2 separate regions of the Danio rerio genome follow, and region 2 is linked to region 1. A link is a contact called in public HiCAR-type data. All regions are on one chromosome and are shown on one strand. The core of a region is the stretch at or near the end of the contact, and the rest is flanking DNA. Distances in the headings are between cores, read along the strand shown.

What was found. HiCAR-type assays count read pairs that join an accessible place to other places.
Region 2: a HiCAR-type map of caudal fin shows a contact between it and region 1, with 8 times the contacts expected there. The contact joins two enhancer-like sites. A contact is called at or near these places in 4 of 18 Hi-C or Micro-C datasets (caudal fin, embryo, fibroblasts and 1 more) and 1 of 4 datasets of contacts at active chromatin or transcription factors (caudal fin).

Annotation. Positions count from the first base shown.
Region 1 is chr2:26,437,167-26,442,401 of GRCz12tu, forward strand. No RefSeq gene overlaps it. Among named protein-coding and RNA genes, the nearest start is that of mfsd12a, 29 kb to the left of the region's middle. Within about 2 kb of position 2,100, at least 8 of the 62 cell types and tissues checked have an H3K27ac peak or open chromatin away from gene starts, as enhancers often do.
Region 2 is chr2:26,622,978-26,628,212 of GRCz12tu, forward strand. niban1b (niban apoptosis regulator 1b) reads right to left here. Exons shown (of 14, transcript XM_684820.9): 14 at 2,394-3,737. The coding sequence ends at 2,929. kifap3b (kinesin-associated protein 3b) reads left to right here. Exons shown (of 20, transcript NM_001144045.1): 20 at 1-164. Among named protein-coding and RNA genes, the nearest start is that of niban1b, 53 kb to the right of the region's middle. Within about 2 kb of position 3,119, at least 4 of the 62 cell types and tissues checked have an H3K27ac peak or open chromatin away from gene starts, as enhancers often do.

The DNA.
Region 1 (5,235 bases), core at 850-3,349:
TCTTTGAAGAGCCAAGTTTACAAACAAAATTGTTTTACCTTTTAAAAGAGACGAGAGATAAAACTGTTGAAGTTATATTTACCTCTGAATAGTTTTAGACCCAGGAAGTAGACAGACATTTAATATCTAAAGAAGTTTTTGAAGTCTTCGCATAACAAATCCTCTCTATAAGTCTGTTTTATCAGACAGAAATGCAAGTTTTTTTTATATTTCGTCATAAATTTTTTTAGCACTCTGTGCCATTGGCCAAAAATAGCCCTAGACTGCTTCATACAGTGATGTCTAAGTCACATCAAATTTCATAGATCTACACAGTTAACATGATTTAACCAAGTGGAACATGTTGGATCAACATCTCCTGGAACAACATTCCAATCAACCAATTAGATTTCAGGGATGCATTTACCAATTGAGTTTAGGCGTATAACAATCATAAGTTAGAGTTTTAACTAGAGCTGCACGATCTTGAAAATTTTGACATTACGATATTTTATTTTTCTGCAATAAATATTACGATATGAATACAGATTCACAAGATAGTTTGAATAGCACTATTTGATATTTGACTAATTTGGTTTGTTAAGGGAGCCTAACAGTATTCAGGTACAGAAATAAAAAAAATCACAATGCAAAAATGCTTTTCTTCCTTTGAATAGTCTTGTTTTTAGTCCAAATATCTAAACATTCTCAGATCAAGTAAAATAAATAGTTTTTTAACTTGAGAAGAAATAAGTCAAATTTAGGAATTTTTTTTTTTAAGTAAGCAAAATTATCTGACAGCGGGGTTAGTAAAATAATCTTGTCTTCGCTTTGAAATGTAGATATCTGGACTACAAACAAGACAAAAATTCTGAGAAAGATTTTTTTTTTTCCATAAATTATATAAATTCCATATAAAAACAGTAATTAAATAAAATTCTGTGGCTCCTGGTCAGCTATATTCTAGACTCAACTCATATCTTGAATATTGCGGATGCGCTAATTGTAATATTAATGCTAAAACAATATATTGTGCAGCCCTAGTTTTTAACAGTTATAAATCAAAGAGTTATAGGAACGTGTGCCACATTCTCATTCACAAATCCTTTTCCTGATTTTATGAATAAATTGGGTTTAGGGTTAAAGGCCAGTGACAAGGTCAAGACTCAGGTTTTGCACATGAATGTTGTTCTACATTCACGAAAGGTTATCGGTTCAAAAATTTGTCTTACAAACGTTGGAATTTCATAAGCAGCGCCTGATTTTCTGCCTTTTTTAAAACTAGTAAATGTTATGTTATATGCTGTAGTGTATCATTAGTTATGTGATCTTGGCAGGTCAAGACATGTTTGTATGAATTTGGGTTCAAATTCAAGTCTGTGTGCCAAATTTCATAGCTGTCCTACAAAACAGTTCCACATAAATTCAACAGTGGAGTAGATTAAATAGAATAAAACAACTAACAGATACACCTTCAGTCATTGGCCCTTTATTCAGCTTTTCCACTCCATCATGAGAGAGTGATTGGCAGTGACAGACCCAGTAGAAAACAAGCTGTCAATGACCCATCAGTTATTATGGGGGGAGGCAGTTCTCTCCTCCAGATATCTCTGCATACTGGACCTCTAACCAGCAGGGCCTGGGAACAACATGAACTTAAGCGTGCTTTCCAAGAACGACATGTATTCATTCTTCTCCTTTAACATGATTCAGACCCCAAGGCCTGATTATCAATGACTAACATAGTCATATTTCCAATGGCCGATTGTGGAGAATCTCTTCGGACCATGTTGGTGCCATATGTTAGAAAACTGAAGCCAGAATTCAACATTCAGTGCTAAAATATGCTACAAACAAAAAAAGTCGGGAAATGAACTGGAGTTTGTCCATGAATAGCTAGACAAATGCATTACTAGACATGAAATAAGTATTGCGTACTCAGAGTTTCAGGAAGAGAGGCTTAAGTTTGGTCTGTCACATCGGCGTCTCCGTTGATGTGATTTAGTGTGGTAGGAACTGATGAGTTTTATTCGCTGTCTTTCTGCAGAAAAAGGGCGAGATGAAGGGATGTAGAGGGAGGAAGAGAGAACATGCTGCCACTGGATCGCTCACACCCACACCACGTGTGTTGTGTTTAGACAGCTGCTGTTCAAATGACCTGCCTGTGGACAAGAAACATGCACTCCGCACAGCCGTAAATCATCTCGATTATGGAGTTGGTAAAGCTTATAGCGATCTCTACAGAGCACTTACACAATAATAATTGTCTCTTTAAAGTATAGGGCCATATTATGCTCTGACACGCAAACCTACTTCACTGGATTGCTTCGACACTACTGTAGAATCTGTAGGAAAGGTTTTAGCACAGATTTCGAATGCGAAATTGCTTTTACATAAATCATTCATTCATTTTCTTTTTGGCTTGGTCTCTTTCTTCATCAGGGGTCGCCACAGCAGAATAAACCACTAACTTATCCAGCATATGTTTTACGCAGCGGATGCCCTTCCAGCTGCAACCCATCACTGGGAAACACCCATACACTCTTATTCGCGCTCATACACTACGGACAGTTTAGCCTACCCAATTCACCTTTACCGCATGTCTTTTGGACTTGTGGGGGAAACCGGAGCATCTGGAGGAAACCCAAGTGAGAGAAAATGCAAACTCCACACATAAATATCAACTGACCCAGTCGAAGCTTGAACCTGCGACCTTCTTGCTGTGAGGCTTTTGTGATACCCACTGCGCCATTGTGACGCCTGCTTTTACATACATTTTAAATTCATATTAAAGGCACAATGTGTGGGCATGAAGCTGTGACTGAGTGTGGAATCATGGAGGTTGCCATCTTTGTTTTATTCTTCTAGACTCCTGCAGAAATCATGTCCATGGATAAGCTAACTTTTTATCATAGTATTATGCTGTCTTTCCTTTCCAATGTGCTATTTTTCCATTGTTTTTCAATGTAAACATGTGCTTGCAGAACATGTGTGAAGTTACGATTATGTCTTTTGAAACGCCATGCGTGTGAGCGGTGCGTTTTAGATGCTGTCAAGTTGCTAAATCTTTAACTTTTACATGCATCTCTACTCATCAATATCAGTTCCAAAGCAGTGGACCAATTTAAAAGAGCTCAGAGGCCGGAAAACTATTGCAAGTTTCTGTTTACTGGATACACTTGTGCTTTATGCTCTGCTTTTTTTTTTTTTTTAAACCATTCCTGAGCACTGAGTCCTGCATTTTTAGAAGCAAAGATGCATCCAGTGTGAACGAGCACTAACAAATGTTTCAGTGGTGTAAAGTAACAAACTACAAATACTCAAGCGACTGTAATTGAGTAGTTTTTCTCAGGATCTGTAATTTGCTAAGTAGTTTTAGAAATGTGTGCTTATACTTTCCCTTGAGTACATGTTTAGTGCAGTATCGTACTTTTAATCCACTACTTTCCTTCAATCTGTCCTACAGTCACTACTTTATTATTTCCTGTGTATGGGGATTAGGAAAATACATCATGCGATATCTGTCCAATCAAATCGCATCATACTGAACTACCTTAAGACATGCAGCAAACTGTTTGGAAGCAATAAGAGTGTCCAACAATATGTCCAGAATCTTTACACGCAATGACTGTTTTGACTGAATGTCACTGATATGAAGATAGCAGGTGTTTTCTGTATAAATGCACTACAGAATATTACGTTTACACACACGCATCAGCCGTTCACAGAGTAATAATCATTACTCACTACTCTTGAGTACTTTTAAAAGAGTTACTTTTTACTCATACTTTGAGTAATACTTACAACAGATACTTTGCTCTACTTGCACTACATTTTGGAGTAAGCAATGGTACTTTTACTTGAGTATGATTTTTCAGTTATTAACGGATAACAGCTTTCACACCACACACATAAGCAAAGCTGAAGCAGCAGTCTATTTTTGTGGTGCTATTTAAACTTAATCAAAGTGATAATAAATTAATTATAATCAAAAACATGAATGCTCATTGAAAAGTGGAGGAATTATAAAGAACAGATTTATAAAGTCATGTCATATAGACACACTGAGCAGTATGAAGCTTTCAGTAACAGTGTTTTGTGTCTGCATACATAGGCCTGTCACAATAACTACTTTATTGACTTACAGTACAATATATGGATGTGACTACAAAACATTGTAGTGATGCAAAATTATTCCCATGACACAAGCACGCAGTTAGAAACTCATTATCACCCATAGCAAATAGCACTGCAGTATTGTGGTCTACTTGAAAACAAACGCTCAAAATGAAAACAAAGTGAAGTTTCAAATAAAGTCACTAGATGCTATCTTTGCCCTTTCTTTACAGGTATGATGTTTAAATTCATGTTAGACATCATCAAATGAGTATTACACTCATAAAAAACACTTTCCGGTTTGTGGAAATGGGTTTCTTTATTATGTTAAACACCAAAGAAGATATTTTGAAGAAAACTGAAAACCTGTAACTATTGACTTTCATCTTATGAAAAAACAAAAACTACGGAACTCAATGGTTACTGGTTTTTAGTTTTCTTCAAAATATCTTCTTTGGTGTTTAACAGAAGAAATATAACAGTAAAGGTTTGGACCTAGTAAAGGGAGAGTACTGATGTTTTTTTAGGGTGAACCATCCCTTTAAGACAGACATATTTATAATATAACACTATTATATTGTAAGTGGCATAAACATTGTCCTAAAACAACAATTATATGGTTTTTTGCTTTTATTTCAAGGACAAAATATCACAGAGAATTAGACCGTAGCACATGCTAGATGGTGCTGTGTGGTTGTGTTATATGTATTGCACACATAGACATGTCTGATCATCCGTCAGAGCACAGAAAACCATTGTGCTCTTCAGAGTCACCCAGCAGCTACTCCGCTGTGTTAATATTTGCCCCATTTTAGATAATTTGTCAGTGGCTGGAGTTTGTGAGGCTGATGATGAGGAGCTGATCATGTGACATGAGGCTGAAGCCAGACTGGGCTTTCAGAAGGGAAATGCACTGCATTCCTCACCGATCCCTACTGAGGGCTGGCTGAAAACCGATAGTGCTGATGTACAGCACACAGCTATAAGAGCCAGATTCAACTGGCACGAAAGAGCCATTCAGAGTCTTGCTAAGAACTGACATTTCTCTTCAATCACTTTAAAATTAAACTGATGCAGAAGTAGTTGTATTTATATGATCTTCAAAGTAGGAGAATGGTGTTCAGGTTGATGCTAATTAGG
Region 2 (5,235 bases), core at 1,869-4,368, 190 kb after region 1:
TAAGTTATGACAATGAATTCAGGATTCGATCGCTCTGTGATTCCAGACCCAAATCGTGCCTCCTGACATCTCGGCCTTTGCTGCTAGAATGATCCTGTGAGTTTAACAGACTAATGTGAATCGACTGTCCTTTACTGCAAATGGAAGAAATAAAGACCATGCACTGATGCGGCGTTTCTGTTTTGTGAAAAAAAAAAGTTTATTGAACAGACTCTTCTGGTCTTCTTGAGGAAATCATATGTACAAAAATACTGTCTCGTTTTCAGAAAATCTACAGCAAGGTACAAAATAATGGTTTAGTGATCAGCATAATCTCCTGCTATTTACTGTAAGGAAGGAGTTGACTGTACAGGCCAGCGCAACGCTTTAATAAATTAGTCAGTCCACTAAAAAACATTTGTGTACCATATTCAAATGTAGAGTTTCTAGTTCTTGTCATTTCATTTAAACAGTGTAACTAAAATGTTCCTACTTTAAAATGAAGTATTAACCATTATAAGAAAGACAGAAGAAAATAAACAGCCATATATGTGGGTCAATCATCAAAAGGATATGCACTGTATATACAGTTGAAGTCAGAATTATTAGCCCCCTTTAAATGCTTTTTTCTTTTTCCCAAATGATGTTTAACAGAGAAAGGACATTTTCACATTATGTCTGATAATATTTTTTCCTCTGGAGAAAGTCTTATTTGTGTTATTTAGGCTAGAATAAAAACAGTTTTTAATTTTTAAACCATTTTAAGGTCAATATTATTATCTCCTTTAAGCTGTATTTTTTCAGATAGTCTACAGAACATACCATCATTATACAATCACTTGCCTAATTTCCCTAGTTAAGCCTTTAAATGTCACTTTAAGCTGTATGGAAGTGTCTTAAAAATATCTAGTCAAAAATGATTTACTGTCATCATGGCAAAGATAAAATAAATGAGTTATTAAGTTGAAAAAATCTTTCAGACATTGAGAGAAACAGGCATTGGGGAAAAAATAAACAGGGGGAGCTAATAATTCAGGGGGCTAAAAATTCTGTACAATGTTATTAGCCCTCCAGTGAAACTTAAATTCCCAAGTGCTGTTTAATCAAGTTTAATCATTTTTCCTGCATTTTTAAACTTAAAAAAATTGTTTTAGTAATTTATAAAAGTTTGTCTTAGCCATAATAACAGAACATAATATTTTACTACTTATTTTTGGAAGATACTTGTATTCAGTCTAAGGTGCCATTTAAAGACTTAACTAGATTTATTAGGCAAGTTCGATTAATTAGGCAAGTCATTAGCCAATCAAAAAAAATACCCTTAGTATAAAGTGACCTTAGCAGCTCAAAAAAAAATGTGTGTGTGTGTGTGTATGTACATATGTATATACGTGTGTGTGTGTGTGTGTGTGTGTGTGTGTGTGTGTGTGTGTGTGTGTGTGTGTGTGTGTGTGTGTGTGTGTGTGTATACACACGCTACAGATGAAAAGTTTAGGGAAATGAAATTAAAAGGATTCTGTTCAACAAGGTGACGTTTATTGAACATATTTTTTTAATTGTTAAATATTTATTACAATTTTGAATAACTACTTTCTTATTGTATGTAATTTCAAATGACATTATTACTCCAGTCATTATTGTTTTCATTACTATTACCATTAATAATAATAATTATTATTATTATTATAATTTAAAAAAAACATAATTGTTAGAGTGATTTCTGAAGGATCATGTGACTGAAGACTGGAGTAATGAAGCTGAAAATTCCTCTTTAAAATCACTGGAATAAATTATTAAATTAAATGATAAACTACTTTTAAAGAGTTATTTAATAGTGCAATAACATTTTACAATTTTACCATTTATACTGTATTTTTGATTAAATAAATGCAGCTTTGGTGAGCAGAAGCTTATTTTAAAACATTTAAAAATCCTCCTGACCCCAAACTTTTTTGCGTGTGTGTGTTTTTGTGTGTGTGTGTGTGTGTGTGTGTGTGTGTGTGTGTGTGTGTGTGTGTGTGTGTGTGTGTGTGTGTGTGTGTGTGTGTGTGTGTGTGTGTGTGTGTGTGTGTGTGTGTGTGTGTGTGTGTGTGTGTGTGTGTGTGTGTGTGTGTGTGTGTGTGTGTGTTGTCCTTAGTATTTTCCCCCCATACTATGGAAGTCAAGACTTTTAGCTTAGCATAAATCATTGAATTGGATAAGACCATTAACATTTCATTCAAAAAAAAAAAAAAAAATATATATATATATATATATTTTCCTTCCTTCCTTTTTTTTTATTGGAGCCAAACAAAAGAAAAAAGTGTTTGCGAGCGAAAAATTTATAATTTTGCCAAGATTTACAAGGACATTGACTAAAATATCATTCACTGTATATTGAGATTAACATTAACAAATTAATGATCAAAGTATAACACTAAAGTACTTTTTTTTATTTTATTCATTCAAACATTGCATTATCTATCAAACTACTATGATTTACCCCTTGTCAGTCGTAGTCATTTTAATTATAATACAATTTAGTATTATCTTTTATACATTTTTAAAAGTACAGGTCAGAATAAGTGTTGACTAATTTTTCCATTCATGTATCCGTTACGATGAATGTTGATTATTTCAGTCTTTTTTTAAAGCATTAAATACATGAATTTAACATTCTTTCTATGTACATTTGTCGATTTAATTTGATGGAGACACCGGATTGAAATGTCCCATCTTTGACCCATATATATATATAGCTTTAATTTATTTCTATTATTGTTAATTGTTGTTAATATGATGCAAGATAATATTAAAAAAGAGAGTGAATTCTGTTTACACAGGCACTTGTTTGCTATGCAGGTCAAAGTATATAAAATGTCAATGATAATGAAATGTAAAAAATAACACTGTAGTTGCATTAGTTAGCAGAGCTGGATGGTTTTCTAGAATCTTCTCATCCAAGCATGGTTAAGGCAGGTTTTCGGCACAGGGTCTCACCGTCTCCTCCACCTCGATGACCTCCATGATAAGATCTCTGATGCTCTGCACACCGTCAGCGCTTTCCTCTTCTGGATCTGCTGAAACGCTGCACTTCTCCACCACATCTGCTGCTAAAGCAACAGCGCCGCCTACTGGAACATCACAGTCAAGGGGAGAAACAGGACTGACTTGTGTGTCATTTCCGTCCTCCTCGCTAGAAGGCGCTGCTTCAACACTCACAATCTTCTCCACAGTTTCTTCAACGGGTCCATCAGGTTGGACACATTTGGTTTCAGACTGTGAAGAACTTGCCTCTTCCTCTACATTTCCATTTTCAGATGCATCAACGAAAGGAACAGGACTTTCTGTGTTTGTAGAATTAAGATAAACCGCTCGGTCTGAGCTAACAGATCCATCTTCATCCTTTACTTTAGATGAAGTCGACTCGGGTTGAGAAGATGACGACTCCTCAGCTGGTGAGACATTTGCAGGTTCGCTTGAGGAAACTTCTGGAATGAGAGATGATGAACTGTTGAGTAATGTTGGCGGGAGATCTGCTTGAGGTGTTTCAGGTGTGATCTTCAGCACTGGAATGACTGTGGTCTGCTGGGAGATTTGGTGGATCATAAGCTCTGGCTGTCGAGAGGGGGTCACCGAGGCCTGCACTGGTGGTGGGCTTGATGGAGCAGAGAGCGGCGGCGTCCGGCTGTCCGCCAGACTGCTTTGACTTACACACTGCAGGTCAGTGCTGTCAGCAAACAGGTTGTTCTTCTTCAGACTGGCTGCTTCCTTTACCACTGTAAACACAAAGTAGACATATTGATAGATGTTACATATTTACATAAATACGGCAGGTAAAATAAGTATTGGCATGATTTGTCGAGGTAAATATTTTTCTAAAGTAGCTGTTGACATAAAAATTGACCCAGACTTTTTTAAAACTTAAACAATAAAAAAAAAATCTGAAAAATGTGTAATAGCAATGGAGTGACATGATGAGGAGAAATGACTGATCTATTGAAATATTTTAGGGTTTTTTTGTTAACTGCACAGCTGTTTTTTTTCCTCCAAGTCTAAAATTCTTGACGTTTCTGTGGGTCTCTTCTATAAAATCTCATCTTTAGTTCTTATATTATATTGGATTCAGATCATGTGATTGGCTGGGCCATTCTTGTAGCTTTGTTTTCTTTTCTGAAAGCAGTTGAGTTTTCATTGCTGTAATCGAGATCATTGTCTTGCTGAAATGTCGACACTGGTTTTATCTTCATCATATGGTAATGTAGGTGTTTTGACTGAGGCAGCTAATGTTTATTTACACTGGCGAGGAGCAGGGCTGCTGTATAACTACAGAGAGTATCCAGCTGCTGTCTGGGCTTTCCATGACTTTTTACAACCCACTTTCTTCATGTGTTCAATACTTTTTAACTTTATTAAAATTTATTATGCATAACTTAATTTGTAAATTAATTAGTTTTGTTTTCTGTGTACGTAGGTATTATTTTGGTTGTTACTAACAGCTAGTGAAAATTTCATATCAACAGCACCTTTAGAAATATGTTTTCTGAGAAAACTGGTGGCATGTTCAATACTTATTTTCCCTGCTATCGACACTTTATCACATATCAGATTATATCTGGTACAGTATTATAGTAGTATAAGTGTTCTGAGCGAAAATGTTGATGGGATATTTCCCCAACATTGAATTACAATCAGGTGGCGCAGTAGGTAGTGCTGTCGCCTCACAGCAAGAAGGTCACTGGTTAGAGCCTCGACTGGGTCTGTTGGTGTTTCTGTGTGGAATTTGCATGTTCTCCCTGCGTTTGTGTGGGTTTTCTCCGGGTGCTCCGGTTTTCCCCACAGTCCAAAGACATGCGGTACAGGTGAATTGGGTAGGCTAAATTGTCTGTAGTGTATGTGTGTGAATAAGGGTATGGATGTTTCCCAGAGATGGGTTGCAGCTGGAAGGGCATCCACTTCGTAAAACATATGCTGGATAAGTTGGCGGTTCATTCCACTGTGGTGACCCCTGATTAATAAAGGGACTAAGCCGAAAAGAAAATAAATGAATTACAATCATTTACCCTCTATTATATTACAATCATTTAATATAATTTACTCACATCTTAAATGTGTCGTCTTCGTTTCAATTGAATTTATATTTTATTTAATTTCATGCATTTTTCACTGATGAAGTGGTAATCTCAATGTGTAGACTTCAGAGTTTTCATTTTATGCAAAAGCAAAAAGTTTTTCCCTTTAATTTAAATAATTCATTAACTATTTATTCATGTCAAT